2 separate regions of the Arabidopsis thaliana genome follow, and region 1 is linked to region 2. A link is a contact called in public capture Hi-C data. All regions are on one chromosome and are shown on one strand. Each heading gives the region's core, a stretch centred on a gene start, on an enhancer-like site or on the middle of the called end of the contact. The rest is flanking DNA. Distances are from core to core; before and after follow the strand shown.

Region 1 (7,556 bases), core at 4,267-6,766, 220 kb before region 2:
GATATTAAAAAAACTTCTCAAGAAAAAAGGAAGAAAAAAAAAAATCATTCCTTTACGCGTTTCGTATCTCTCACCGAAGGAAGCTTCGTCTCTTCTATATAAAAATAATCTCGATTTTTCAACTCCGATCAAAGGTTTTGCTAATTCGTCGCCTTAATTTCGTTCAAGCTTCTACAAAAGTCCCAGATTTGTTCACCTTTTTCGGTATTGAATCATGATGAATTCAATCTTCGGAAAGCGAAAAACTCCCGCAGGTTCTTATCCTCCTTTCTCTCGATTTCGTCTCTTGTCGGATCTGTGTTGCTTATTGAGTTTGTAATTAGTGAAATATTCGATGATCGCAAGTTTTGATCTTGTAATTTTTATACTTGATTTGAAATTAGATCAATTTAGGTTTGATTCTGAGGAATATGATCTCTTCGTTGATTATGAGTTCATTAGGTTACATGTTGTTCAATTGTTTTTGTAGGTTATATGTGGTTTTGAATCATGTATAGCTCAGTGTAAGTAAAATGGTTTGGAGTTATAAAGCTTTTGATTGATTTGATGATTATGAGTTCATTTGTTTTCATGTGCATAGATCATTAGGTTACATGTAGTGCAATTGTTTGTGTAGCTTAAGTGTGGTTTTGAATCATGTATAGAGTAAAATGATTTTGTCGGTTGCAGAACTTCTGCGGGAGAACAAGCGGATGCTGGATAAGTCTATCAGAGAGATAGAGAGGGAGAGACAAGGCCTACAAACACAAGAAAAGAAACTCATTAACGAGATTAAAAAGACCGCAAAGCAAGGCCAAATGGTTCGTTTCTCTTTTGTAGCGTATATAGGTACCATGTATAGGATTACTTCTCATTCTTGAATAGTTGGACATCTTCTTGAATACATTTGTTGGATACTTTCTCTCACAGGGAGCTGTTAAAGTGATGGCAAAGGATCTTATAAGAACGCGGCACCAGATTGAGAAGTTTTACAAGCTTAAATCTCAACTTCAAGGTGTATCTCTCAGGATCCAGGTATGCTTTATTTTTACCAAGAGTCGAATTGTTTACTTATTTTCCTGCAAGGGGATAAACTTACACTTTGTTATTTCAGACTCTGAAATCTACACAAGCGATGGGTGAGGCGATGAAAGGTGTGACTAAAGCAATGGGGCAAATGAACAGGCAGATGAACCTTCCATCTCTGCAGAAAATCATGCAAGAATTTGAGAGGCAGAACGAGAAAATGGAGATGGTGTCTGAGGTTATGGGAGATGCTATTGATGATGCTTTGGAAGGAGATGAGGAAGAAGAAGAGACTGAAGATCTTGTTAGCCAAGTCCTTGACGAGATCGGTATCGACATCAACCAAGAGGTAAATACATCAATATCTTAGCTACCATTTACTTATTCCACTTATGGATCAATCGAACCAATCTTACCATAGCTGTTAGATATTCACAATAGACCAAATCAGAATGGACCTTATCATAGCTTAAACTTCCTTGAACTGAAACCGATACTGCGTGACGTGAGATTTGGTTTTACTTAACTTGATTGTATCCATCTATAACATTCCTAGTTCTATTTCCCACCTGTAAGATGCTTAACTCGATTTGACCGATTCATCTATGTTTCAGCTGGTGAATGCTCCATCTGGTGCGGTCGCAGTACCCGCAGCAAAGAACAAGGTGGTACAAGCTGAGGCGACCGGAGCTGAGGACAGTGGAGGTATAGATAGTGACCTTCAAGCAAGGTTGGATAACCTTAGAAAAATGTGAAGCCTTTCCTGTTTCTGTATCATAATATTACTGAGGCTGATCACTTTTCAATTTCAAAGGCAAATGTTGCAAACGATGTGTTAACGTTTTGGGGGTGGGTTTGTAATAAATTCATAATTTGAGCCCTATATTATAAAACTGATTATTGTTCAAACACTTTGTATATAAACCAATTTAAGGGTCTGAGAGATTTGAGAACCAAAATTGTTAGAATCGAACCGAAACTATGCACCTCTCAATTCGGTTATGTCAATTATCGAACCGGACTCGAAGTACGATATTTTTTTTCACGCCCAATAGCAACCACAGTAATCGCAAATGAAGATAACGTTATCTATCCAATGAGCCATTAGGAAGCTCAGAAGCTGCCACGTAAGATTCATATCTCACATCTCCAATCTCTGAACATCACTAACCTCAAATCTCTCTTCTCAAATACCATTCTTCTCAGCAACTTCACACATTTCGAAAGAGAATCTCAGAAAGATCAATCTAGAGAGACCAAAAAGAGATCGGAAGAGATGGCTTCTACCTCCGCGATGTCATTGGTCACACCACTTAACCAGACCCGTTCGTCTCCTTTCCTTAAGCCATTACCTCTGAAACCATCCAAGGCTTTGGTTGCAACTGGAGGCAGAGCACAGAGGCTTCAAGTTAAGGCCCTCAAGATGGACAAGGCTTTGACCGGTATCTCCGCGGCTGCTCTTACTGCTTCGATGGTGATTCCGGAGATAGCTGAAGCTGCTGGTTCTGGAATCTCTCCTTCCCTCAAGAATTTCTTGCTCAGCATTGCTTCTGGTGGCCTCGTCCTCACTGTCATCATTGGTGTCGTCGTCGGCGTCTCCAACTTTGACCCTGTCAAGAGAACCTAAGACCTATATATCTTTCTTACATCATTATTGTAATCTGTTCTCCTTCTGTGTATTCGTTTCAATGTTGCAGCAATGAACTTTTGGATAAAAGTCAAATTTGTTGTTTCCTGAATTCGAAAGACGATTGAGACTTGAAATCATAACACTAAGCTTCATTGAATCAAGATTCAATAGAATTCATCAATTCATAATATAATAGTGTACTAAACTCGAGCTTGCATATTCTGAGTTAATTGAAATACCTCACTGTAATACCTAGAACGAACTTACCTTACGAGCAAATCAAGCATGTATTTACTCTCGGATGTATAATTCACCTTATCAACCTTCACAACAGTCATCTTCACTCTTTGTTCATCCCCATACGATTCCTCTTTGATCTTCAGCTTCAACATGTACTGATGAAACAGTCTGTCTCTAACAATCTCTGCGAACTCTTCCTCCTTCTCCAATTCGTATTTCATTGCGTAAAGCTTCTTAGCCGGACATCCCATTATTTCTTCTCCTGTTTCTTGAAACGCGGTTATCCAAGTCAACCCAGTGTGGTCTTGAATCTGTACCTGAAGAAGGTATCTATAGTCGCATTCATCAGACTCTTGGTTGCACCGGTCACAGAGCCACCTGTTTGTTCCAGACCGTGTAACCTTCTTGTTGCATTGTTTATCCCCGATCATCAAAGGACAAGCTGTATAACAGAAGCTATCTGTTTTGATGAATGATATGGTTGCTTTCACAGTGATCCAGTCAGGCTTATCTGATCTTCCAAGACCTTCCTCTTTGATCTGAGAAACATTTTTCCTTATCTCGTTCCTGGAAACTCCTCCAGGCATAGTGTCCCTGGAGATGGAGAAGGAAGCAGTGTCTTTTCCCCCGTAATCGAACCAGGTCCGTAGTTTATGAGCTTCAGGGAAATCTGGATTTATGAAGAGCTGTGTTGAAGATATTGTCCCTACTGATTTCCCACTGAAGTCGCTTACTTTTCCAGCTTTTATTGCTAAAACCGGGTGAAAAGCTGAATCAACCATCTCTTCCAGTTGCCGACCATCTCGGTTACAGAATTCTCCCCAAAGTGTTACCTCTACAGCCTTTCCTGATTCATCCTTTAGATTCAGGATCCTCCTATGGGTTTCCATCCCGTTCTTTCTCAAGATTGGCACCGAGGGGTTCACAGAAGTCACCACACCAATGACATCGAGTATGGTATTGTTCTCAGCGTTCTCAATGTCACTTATTGGGCGGAAGGAGAATTGCTGCTTTGGTATGGAGCCATCTTCATCAGGGCAAAGCTCCACAGTCGATGTTGACTCCAAGAAAATTTCCCATTCATTCTTTAAGTGGTTGAAATTTTTCTGTGCAGGCTTCAAACTTCCCTTTGAAATCAAATATACCTTACCAACCTCAGTAACATCATAGAAACGGTCAACAAGAGCATTAAAGCACGTAACCCGAATCTCCCCTCCATCATAGTCAAGCAGATCAAACGAGAAAACCTTTCCATCTCCTTTTGCATTGTTATATCGTCTGATATCTCCTTTCGCAGTTACTCTAGCCTTAATAGCCCATCGACCTTGGTATGGATTGAGAGCAGCAATAGGGATGACTCGAGCTGGAGCCTCGTTCTTCATGATGGGTCCATGATTTCTGTAACTTGCAGGCGGTTGATATGAAGGTTGAACAGATGGCCTGAAGCTTGGAGTATTGTTGGCTTGATTTTGAATGTTTACACCCCTGGGAGGTGCTCTATTAACAGAATGCTGAACCATTGGTTCATTAAAAACAACCCTGTTCGGAGGCGGTATATTGCCCGTACCTGAAAATGTCTTCTGGGCTTCTGTATCTGTTTCTCCAAATATTGTAGGGTTCCCAATGGTTTCAGACTGTTGTACTATCGTCTCCATGTTCAGCACCACAATAAGCCTGTACACAGTATGAATAAATCCATAAGAAAATCACAATCAAAGAGAGCAAAACTCCTTCAAATATGTCATGTTCAACCAAAACAATTGTGTAACTATATTTTCCAACTCACACAATCAACAAAATCATCTCCATTATCATCCTAAATGTTGTCCTTAACATCTGCCTACCAACCATTAAATACCATGAACTACAAAGACAACAACACAAATCTTTCCCACTAGTACATGTTAACCAAAATCATTCATCAATACACGAAACCTCATTGAAAGGTCTCTACCAAAAGCGAAGCTATCATTGCTTCTGCAAACTCATTGTAACAAATGCCTTACACATACTAAACCAAATACATAGCCACGAATACTCAGAAACATTACTAAGCAACAAATCAGAGATCACTAGAAAACTAAGCAATTCAACACAACGAAAACTAGATCTAACCAGAGAGAAAATGGAAAAATTACTTGCGGCCTTTAACGTCGCTACAAATGTAATCAATCAGCTGAACGATAGATCCTTTCTCAAATTGTCCTGACTTGACTCGATCATTAAGCTGAACCGCGACCATAGCATGTTGAGCAGAAACACCATCTGAAATGAGGAAACGATACCTCTCCTGGCTTCTCTCTTGACTTCTTCCTATCATTTTGATTTCTAAAACCTGTAACAACGGCTTCAAATTCACGTCGCCGTCATGTATCGCCGTGATTGCGTTCGGAGTCAAACTCACCGGCATGATTGTGATTTTTTAGATCCCGGCGCGAAACCCTAGAAAAATTGAAAAAATCGATAAACCGGAGGAGGAGTTAGGAAATATTCTATGGAGAAATAGAGCGTGAGGAAGACGAGATTTGACCTAGACGGTGGTGGTGGTGGTGACTGTTAGGAGATTCCTCCGAAAGCTTTGCTGAATTTTGCGGGAGAAGCTTAAAAGATGTTGTTTTGGGTCGCAAAACAGTTTATGGAGATTTTTCAATTTTGAAATTTTTTGGTTGATATTTCAGTGTAAAACTACTAATTTACCCTCGACTCGTAACTGTGAACGACTTGGATTAAATTCTCGAAAGAGAGAAAGACTATAGAACCCCTTAGAACATCCTTATTGGTAAGCTCAGACTAGTTCTTATGTTAATTAGATTAGAAATTTAATGTTTTAATTGATTTCTTTGGTAAGAATTGCTCTTATATAAGAGCAAAAATTAAATCTAAGAGCTAGACATGTGTCAAGTTTTTATTGGGTGAGTGTAAAATATTAACTACATTGTTAAATGTTTTCAAAATTTATGTTGTAATCATTATTAAAGTCTTTAAAATTAAAATGTTTTTATTTTTAAATATTTTTTTTTCTTCTTAAGAACTCAAAGCTAAGAACTCACCATTGCATATTACCAAAATTATAATTTCTTAACCAAACTCTTAACATAAAAGATTTCAAAATTAATTATATATATACCTATGAACTACCCTAAGAATAATCTAAGCAATCCCCAATAATGATGCTCTTAGAGCATCCACAATGGGAGGCTATTAGCAATGACTCTTAGCAATATTTTTATTAATTGATATTGAAAATTTGTAGTTAAGAGTTTGGTAAGAGTTTTAATTTTTGGCATGATTAATAGTAGTATATTAATTTGGGGTTTTTAAAAAAAAGAAAAAAATTAGATTCAAAACCAACAAATTAATTAGCTCAACAAATGTTTAATCACTATAAAATATCAAGAATCTCTCAAAAGAATCTCTCAATAGAATGAGATTTCGAATGAACAACATGTTATACCTTCTCAAATTACTCAAGAACAGACTTAGCAACTTCTCACTTTTGTTCAAAAGAGCATCTAGCGTCATCATTGGCACCAAAGCTCTAACCACTATGTTTAAAAAAAAAAAACATACAAGAACAAATCAAGAATCGTAAACAGAGCTAATTCTTCAACAACAACAAAAATATCAAGAAAGAAGCAAAAAGTTACCATTAAACACATAAGCTTGGATCTGCTCTCTAGGGTTTTGAAGCTCATAAAACACATCATCTGTACTAGCTTTCACTACACAACAACAACAAGAACCAAAAAAACTAATTTACATGAATCTCACCACATATTAACCAAAATTCCAAAAGGATGAAAAAGAATAAGTGATCATGAACCTTAGTTTTGATTTCAATTTTGGTTACAGCTGACAGAGTCGACTGCAAAAAAGGAACAAATTGAAAAGACTACATGATGAAAACAAAATCGATGAAAAACAAAACCAAATATGATCGTCAATAATCAAAAAGGTAAACAAAAAAGAAACAGAACCCAAGTAATTTATTAGATTAGCCAATTCATAGACACAATTTTGATAACAAGCTAAAACCTGGCAATTATCAAACAAATCAAGTTATCATCAGAAATTTTGAAATTACCAACCAACCAACCATATGAGAAATAGATTGAGACAATCATGCAGGGCCGGCCCGTGACGTAAGCGATATAAGCGGTGGCTTAGGGCCCAAAAATTTTAAAGTCCAACGAGGCTTAATTAAAAGAGAGTTGAGAAGAAAAAATCTGATTTTCAACCCAAGACTTCTAAAGCCCATCAACCAATTCTCTTATTCTAGGTTTCCTCCATTAAAAATCTGATTAATTCCATCTGCCGTGAAGAAGCAAGCGACCGACGTACGTTAGAGCGTTGAGTTGAGACTTTGAACGATGCCTCCTTTAGGGATCAAAAAGGAACCTCATGGATGTGATAAAAGAAAATTGCAAAAGAGACGAGAAGAGTTGGTAAGATCACAGGCTAATTCTCTTCTTAGGTACATGAAAAAACCTGAAAATCCTACAATTTCTGAAGTCATTAATTCTGATGGAAACAATAACCAACAAGAACGAGCTGATGAAGTGGATCCAGAGAATAAAGTGGACAATTTGGATGAAGTGGTTCAAGTGGATGAGAATGAATTTGAGAATAAACAACAAGAACAAGCTGAAGTTGTCTTTGAAAAGAAGAAAAGTCGATAGAA
Region 2 (7,264 bases), core at 362-2,861:
TGAATTATATTAAACTAAACAAACAATGTTTTCTAAAAATGGTATGCCCAAAAATGGTTTACGAAAAATAGACTCAAAAATACAAATGTCATTGGCGAAAAATAAATGACAATTAATGAATATACAAATAATAGATAAAAAGCAAAATGAAATAAATTTTCAATGTTTCATTTAGTTAAAGATAGTGTATCTTGAAGATCATAACGTATTTTAGATTATGTACCTGATTTATAAGTGGCTTATAAATCACCTACCATTTTACCAGTAACCGATCTAATCTACACACAAATATCATCTTTTACTCTTATAAGATTTTAACCATATTTTTAGATCTCATAAGAATCAATGCAATTTCATATAAAACATCAAAATAATTCTATAAATTAAAATTTTCTCAAGATAATATTTAATTTTATTTATAAATCTCTTAATTAGCCATCTTTCTACATTTATCAAAAGATATTAGCTATCTGTTCTCATAGGCAATATGATAAAAAAAAAAACTTTTTCCAAGTTAGGGGCACAAAAAGAGTTTCCCTGGGACTTGGGCTGAGAATAATGAAGTGGCTGGGAAATGATTAGTTAAGGATGGCTTGATGAATTCTCAATATTCTGTTGAGGGAACAAAATATACTAGGAAGGATGCAAGTCCAGTTTGGTCTAAACCATTGTACGAACCAAAAACAATCAATAAAGTAACTCAGGGCTCACAAATGGTCGATAATATTTCTAAAGTTTCAGTTCTAGAGGATGAGCAAAAGGATTTGATGATGGGAGATGTACTAGAGGTACAAGACAAGAGTCTCACTGAAGGGTTGAATTTCAGATATTTTAAATCACGTTTGGAGTAACAAAAAACAAATGTGAGAAGGAGCTCAATTAGCTCCAACTGAATCTAGTGTTATTAGGGATACTTTGGAAACTCCAATTCAATCTTTAAGATGTAGGATTGATGAATTCATGGAAATCGGCAGATCCATCTATGAATTTAGTATGGTGGTGTTTCCTAGGAATTGACAATACAATTTTACTTGGTGCAAAGTGTCTTCGGAGGTGTCCCTTTCTTTTTCACTCGGAATTGGAAGTTTTAATATTGGCAATAAAAAATATCCTTTCAAGAAGGATAAAGTGTCAGGCATTTGAAACAGATAATTATTCAGAGTAAGTTTTGATGGTACAGTCCCCTGAAGAATGACTCGCTTTCTCTAATTTTTTAGAAGATCTTGAATTGCTATGTGTCTCCTTTTCTTGCTTTCTTCTATTTCATGTTTATGTAATACTAAGGCAAACTATTTAGCACAATATTCTAAACTTTTATTTTCTGAAGTTATTTTTTAAACCCTTTCCCTCCTAATTGGACAACCAATCATGGAATTAGTTTTTACGTAATGTTTTAAACTCACTATTTCACCTTTATTCTGACCTGTTAATGGAAGACAACTATGACTTTATACATTGAAATGTTGTCAACCTGTTATATATTAATGTTAACATAGCTAATGACCTATCAATGTACGTAAAGCGAATGTCAATCATATTCGTATCCGTTAATTTCATTTAGGAAATCAGGCTCATTGCCAATCCACTAAGAAACATCTCTGATAGATCCAAATAATAAAAATAATATAATATGAAGCAAAATAGAACGAAATATCTCACGCGGACCAAACTTTGAACTTTATTATAAAACAAATCAGCACGTGAAAGTAATGGTCGGTTCGGTCCAAGATGCCAAGAACTCCTCCGGTCCATCCATCAACCTAACCTTTTTTGGATATAAAATTTAGCAAATTCCATTTCCACGACCACACAACAACAACACATCCACTCGAATTTTCTATTTCCGAATAACAAAACCGGTAAACTCATCACAAACTTAAGTTACTTTGTAGTTTGTGTTTTGTCCTTTTATGTAATGAAGAAGATCCAACTAACTACTACTCAATATTTTTGTATTGACCGTTGATTTCTCAGATCTGACTTTTACTTCTCCTTCTTCCAGATCGGCGGAGACATGACGGCGGCACAAGGGAACTCTAACGAGACTCTGTTTTCTTCTTACAAGATGGGAAGATTCGATCTCTCTCATCGGTGAGTTTCAGCTAGATTAATGATCTTGAGTGGTTTTTGTATGACGTGTAGTCTCATATCGCGTTTGCGTTTTCAGAGTGGTTCTGGCGCCGATGACGCGGTGCAGGGCGTTGAACGGAGTACCAAACGCGGCGTTGGCAGAGTATTATGCTCAACGGACCACTCCCGGCGGTTTTCTCATCTCCGAAGGCACCATGGTCTCTCCCGGATCCGCAGGGTATTCTCGTCATTTTACTTACTTCTTTCTTTCTTTTTTAAGACCAAAAGTAAAAACTACGATGAGATGACGTCAACTAACTGTACTGTTTAATAAACGGCTTTTGTCGTTAGGAAAACAATCTGATTTTCATTAAAATATCAAATCAACTCATATTAGTACTATTATTTATACATAATTTTGGTTTTATCAAATTAGTATTATTGCGGCTTAGATGTTCTGTCCAAGGGTCCAATTTTTTTTATTATTTTTTTTCATACAAAAAAAATAAAATAGCCACTAATTTAAAATATATATCTTAAAAACTCCACTTTAGTTATAAAAAACTATGTGAAAGATCTAAGTTTTTTTAAATAACATTTCTATAACTAAAAACCACAAATTTTGAAAACAAATTAACAATATTTATTTCAATGATAATAATAGACCAAATTTTTTTTTTTTATTCAAGGACACTTAATTTTTTTGGGTCTGGTGTGGCACCAGGTCTCGCCAATATTTGAGCCGGCCATGTTGCTTAAGAACAATAAGAAACCTACTATTAGTCTTTTATTAGTTTTTTTTGTGTGACTGTGTGTGTCTCTACTATTGTTAGTATTAGAATTGAAAAGAACAATGTAAAAACAGTATATGTATTATTACTGCCCTATTAGTCTTTTATTAAATAAAGGTTGATTATTAGGTTAGACATTCTACATTTAAAATAAAAGGAATCTCTTTAAGATATACTCCATCTGTTCTTTTTTTTTTGATTTTCTAGAAAAAAAATTTGTTTCAAAAAGATTGAAAAAAAATTGTTTCAAAAAAATTAATTTTTAAGGTTTTTTATGCAATATTTATTAGTTATTATTGATGAGTTGTAAACTTTAATAAAAATGATTGAATACCATTGGTTTAAAGTTATAGGAAATTTTAAAACACAAAAATAATACAATTAAAATCAACTTTAATATATTTATCTTAATATATGTGTTTTTTCTAAACAATCAAACAAAAAGGAATAGAGAAAGTATAAAATAGTTTTGAATTAGAAATGATTTATGGTGACTAAATTTAATAGAAATATGGTTTTTGCTTATCTCACTTTAAAAGTTTTTTTTTTTTTTTTGACATACCGGAGAAAGTTTAAAGGATCCGATTTATCATTGTTTCACTAAAAAGAATCGACTGCATTTTGAGTTGTTTTGTCTTGTCATTATAAGGAATGTGGGTGACAGGACCCACCAATAATAGTTTAGTGGCGTGATAAGAATAGAGAGGTTTAGATTTTATCAGCCACATTCAAAGAAAAGGCAAATAAAAAGAATCATGAAATAAAGAAAGACTTGTAATGAATATTCTTTACAAGTCTTGTAATGTTGTTGTAAGGAGTGAAACTAATATAAAGAAAGTTTTGCAGGTTCCCACATGTGCCTGGAATCTATTCAGATGAACAAGTAGAAGCATGGAAGCAAGTTGTGGAAGCAGTTCACGCTAAGGGAGGTTTCATCTTTTGTCAATTATGGCATGTTGGACGTGCTTCTCATGCAGGTTTATATGTCTCCTCATTATCCACTCGTAAATCTTATAAAGGACTTGGAAACTTTATAACATTTTTGAGTCTTTGTATAGTGTATCAACCTAATGGAGGATCACCAATATCGTCAACGAACAAACCAATCTCGGAAAACAGGTGGCGAGTTTTGTTGCCCGATGGTTCCCACGTGAAGTACCCGAAACCTCGGGCTTTAGAAGCTTCCGAGATACCTCGGGTGGTGGAGGATTATTGCCTTTCTGCTTTGAATGCGATTCGAGCTGGTTTCGATGGGATTGAGATCCACGGGGCGCATGGTTACCTTATTGATCAGTTTTTGAAAGATGGGATCAATGACCGTACTGACCAATACGGAGGATCCATTGCAAACCGTTGTAGATTCTTGAAACAAGTAGTGGAAGGTGTAGTTTCAGCCATAGGAGCTAGTAAAGTTGGTGTGAGGGTATCTCCGGCTATAGATCACTTGGACGCAACTGATTCTGACCCACTATCACTCGGGCTAGCCGTGGTTGGCATGCTCAATAAGTTACAAGGTGTTAATGGCTCAAAGCTCGCTTACCTTCACGTTACACAACCTCGCTACCACGCCTACGGGCAAACAGAGTCTGGAAGGCAAGGGAGTGATGAGGAAGAAGCTAAGCTAATGAAGAGCTTGAGGATGGCTTATAATGGAACCTTTATGTCTAGTGGAGGATTCAATAAGGAACTAGGTATGCAAGCTGTTCAACAAGGTGATGCTGATTTGGTTTCATATGGCAGACTGTTTATCGCAAACCCGGATTTGGTTTCGCGGTTCAAGATTGATGGAGAGTTGAATAAATATAATCGGAAGACGTTTTACACTCAAGATCCAGTTGTTGGCTACACGGATTATCCTTTCTTGGCTCCTTTTTCCCGCCTCTGAGTTTGATAATCGAGGAGAAAATGTATTGACAATACATTGATATGTAAAATGACAATGTTATTGTTATCCACTTAATATTTAGTCATGTATCTTGTTGTTTATCTAGTTAAAATCTTCATGGCATTACTCAAGGTTTTTTGTTAATGGTGTAGTGATAAGACCGAAAGAATAGCACCATCTGTTCCATTAGAAAGTGTGGAAACCGGTTTAGCATCCGCCATTAGAAAGTGTGATAAGATCTGTGACGTATTTCATTTGAGTGAGATGAAGTCAAGGAGGTGTCCGAGTAGCTTCCATACCAAGGAAGTAAGAGAGCTCTCCAAGATCTTTTAGAGAGAACTTGGATGCCAGAAGATCAGTGACCCGAGTAATGGCTTGTAGAGAGGTGCCGGTGATGACAATGTCGTCAACATAGACTAGAATGTCGATGAACGCAGAACCCATGTTGAGAACAAATAGAGATGCGTCGGCAAGCAAATTTTTAAAAAAAAATCATGAAAAAAAAGAAGTCGCTTTATTTTGGTACATATTTCTGTAAAAGTAAATTGTATATCACATCGACACGGCTTCTCGTTACTCATGAAAGAGGCAGAAGCAGGAAATTTTCAATTGGATACAATGCTGATTCTTTTGAAGCTGGCAGCTAAGAGCACTCTAAGAGCATCTCCATTGGGAGTCGTAATTAAGGATTCCTTTCAATTTTATAATATTAAATTTTGAACAAATTAAAGTTTAAAGTTTTTGTTGAATCTTTATAATTTTCATTGTCCAGTAGTGGAGTTTTTAAATGAGTTTAATATATATATATATATATTATATATCTATAATATTATAATTTTTTTATTTCAAAAAACATAATAATTATTTGAAATATTAAAATTGTAAACATACATAACATAAAAACAAAACAAAAATATATAAATGAAAACCTTGAAAGACGATAAGAATTAAGCTTGATTCGGACTAAATGTTTGCCATATATGTTCAACTAAATCAGCTTTCAATTATTCATGTTTAATCCAATCACGAAGTCGGGTTGAGTAATCCTTAAAAAGTTTTAATAATAAAGTTTGGTAAATTTGAAGTTTAGAGTTTTGTTGAGTATTTACAATTTTTATTATCCAATGGTGGAGTCATTAAGTGAGTTTCTGTGATAAAACATAATAATTATTAGAATCTTAACTTATAAACATACATACAAATATTTAAAACAAAAAGCAAATAAAAAACTCGAATAAGCTTGACTCAGTAATATTTTTGTCATATATGCTTAACCAATTTGAAATTTGAAACAAAGAGAGGTTGAAGAATAAGAGAGTTTCGTAGTGTTGTGAGAGAAAGAGAGAGATTTGAGATTTTATAAAAAAAATTACTTTGATAATAATTATGAGAAAAAAATAAAAATTCGAACCAATCAAAAAGCGACATGTCAGAGTTTCTTAACAATCCCTAAACACCTTATTTTAGGATCAATCCTTAACATTAACATGAGTTTTGATTTATTTTTTGAGCTTTATTCTTAAGAATTTCATCTAAGAAACCCTTAAGAAACACCAATGGAGATGGTTTTATCTCTATTGTTTTAATCATTTAAGTATATTTAGTTATTTATTTATATTGTTAATTACAAATAAAAAAATTGACCAATTGCATTTTTCCACATCTCATGTGGGTTTCTCGTCACACTGAAGCAAAGTTTTTTTTAGACCGTATTTCTCTCTTTCTTCTTCTCTCTCTTACTTTTTCAATTAATTTTTATTATTTTATTTTTAAGGGACTCATTTAGAATCACCGTTAAGAAAGTTATTGACGGCGAATTTGGTTCCCTCAATTAGAATGCCACGATACAAAATCCAGTAACCACATTCTCTTTCCCAACTCCCCACTTTCTCGATTTCTCTTCCCGATTACATTCTTCTTCTTCCATGATTCGTACCGCCTCACTCTCTCCATATCTTATGGGCTCGATTCTCTCTTCATCGATTTTAAGAACTGAAACAACTCATCGCGACTAGTAAAAACCCTCTGCAGAGCGAGATCGAGTAACTCATTCAAAGTAAGAGATCTGGAGGAAGAAAGTAGCAACCTCTTTAGATCTGGCAGGCGGCTATGGGCGGGGTCTTTCGGGTGAGACGGTCTTTCATCGAACTGTTAGGATCTGATCATTTTTTCTTTTTGCATAATGTTAAGATCTAAATCTTTTGTTCCTAACTTAAAACTTAATCTTAAAACTACAAAACGGTTGTGATCTTTTGCAACACAACTAAACATTTCGTAGGCTTGAGGGCAAAGAGTCCAAAACCAAGAGAAATAATACAAAAGGTGCATATTCCCTGAGTTGGGCTTCTCTCTAAAGACAATGAAACCGAAAATGAGTGTGAGAAATAGAGAGATTGTGAGATTTACAACAGTAGTGATAGGATAACAAACATGTGAAGAAGACGAGGAACAAAAGTATCATGTTAAGAAAGAAGATGCAAAAGGCGACTCCTTATGGCATCATTAGAAATATGAAATT

Evidence for each region. Capture Hi-C pulls out chosen DNA fragments and counts their contacts.
Region 1: a contact with region 2 is called in a capture Hi-C map of seedling, with 3 times the contacts expected there. The contact joins the promoter of RPA1A here to the promoter of OPR3 in region 2. A contact is called at or near these places in 4 of 26 Hi-C or Micro-C datasets (root, rosette leaf, seedling and 1 more) and 1 of 3 other capture datasets (seedling).

The regions. Positions count from the first base shown.
Region 1 is chr2:2,582,944-2,590,499 of TAIR10.1, reverse strand. It overlaps RPA1A (replication protein A 1A), which reads right to left and starts at 5,516. Exons shown (of 3, transcript NM_126648.4): 1 at 5,406-5,516; 2 at 5,014-5,317; 3 at 2,814-4,549. The coding sequence starts at 5,285. The coding sequence ends at 2,899. AT2G06500 (hAT family dimerization domain-containing protein) reads left to right here and starts at 7,277. Exons shown (of 5, transcript NM_126647.1): 1 at 7,277-7,320; 2 at 7,350-7,546. The coding sequence starts at 7,277. It overlaps PSBX (photosystem II subunit X), which reads left to right and starts at 2,052. Exons shown (of 1, transcript NM_126649.3): 1 at 2,052-2,771. The coding sequence starts at 2,282. The coding sequence ends at 2,632. VPS2.1 (SNF7 family protein) reads left to right here. Exons shown (of 5, transcript NM_126650.4): 1 at 1-254; 2 at 670-800; 3 at 910-1,014; 4 at 1,094-1,354; 5 at 1,620-1,977. The coding sequence starts at 215. The coding sequence ends at 1,760.
Region 2 is chr2:2,356,722-2,363,985 of TAIR10.1, reverse strand. OPR3 (oxophytodienoate-reductase 3) reads left to right here and starts at 1,611. Exons shown (of 5, transcript NM_126619.4): 1 at 1,611-1,859; 2 at 2,003-2,091; 3 at 2,168-2,308; 4 at 3,708-3,838; 5 at 3,920-4,872. The coding sequence starts at 2,015. The coding sequence ends at 4,746. It also overlaps the pseudogene AT2G06045.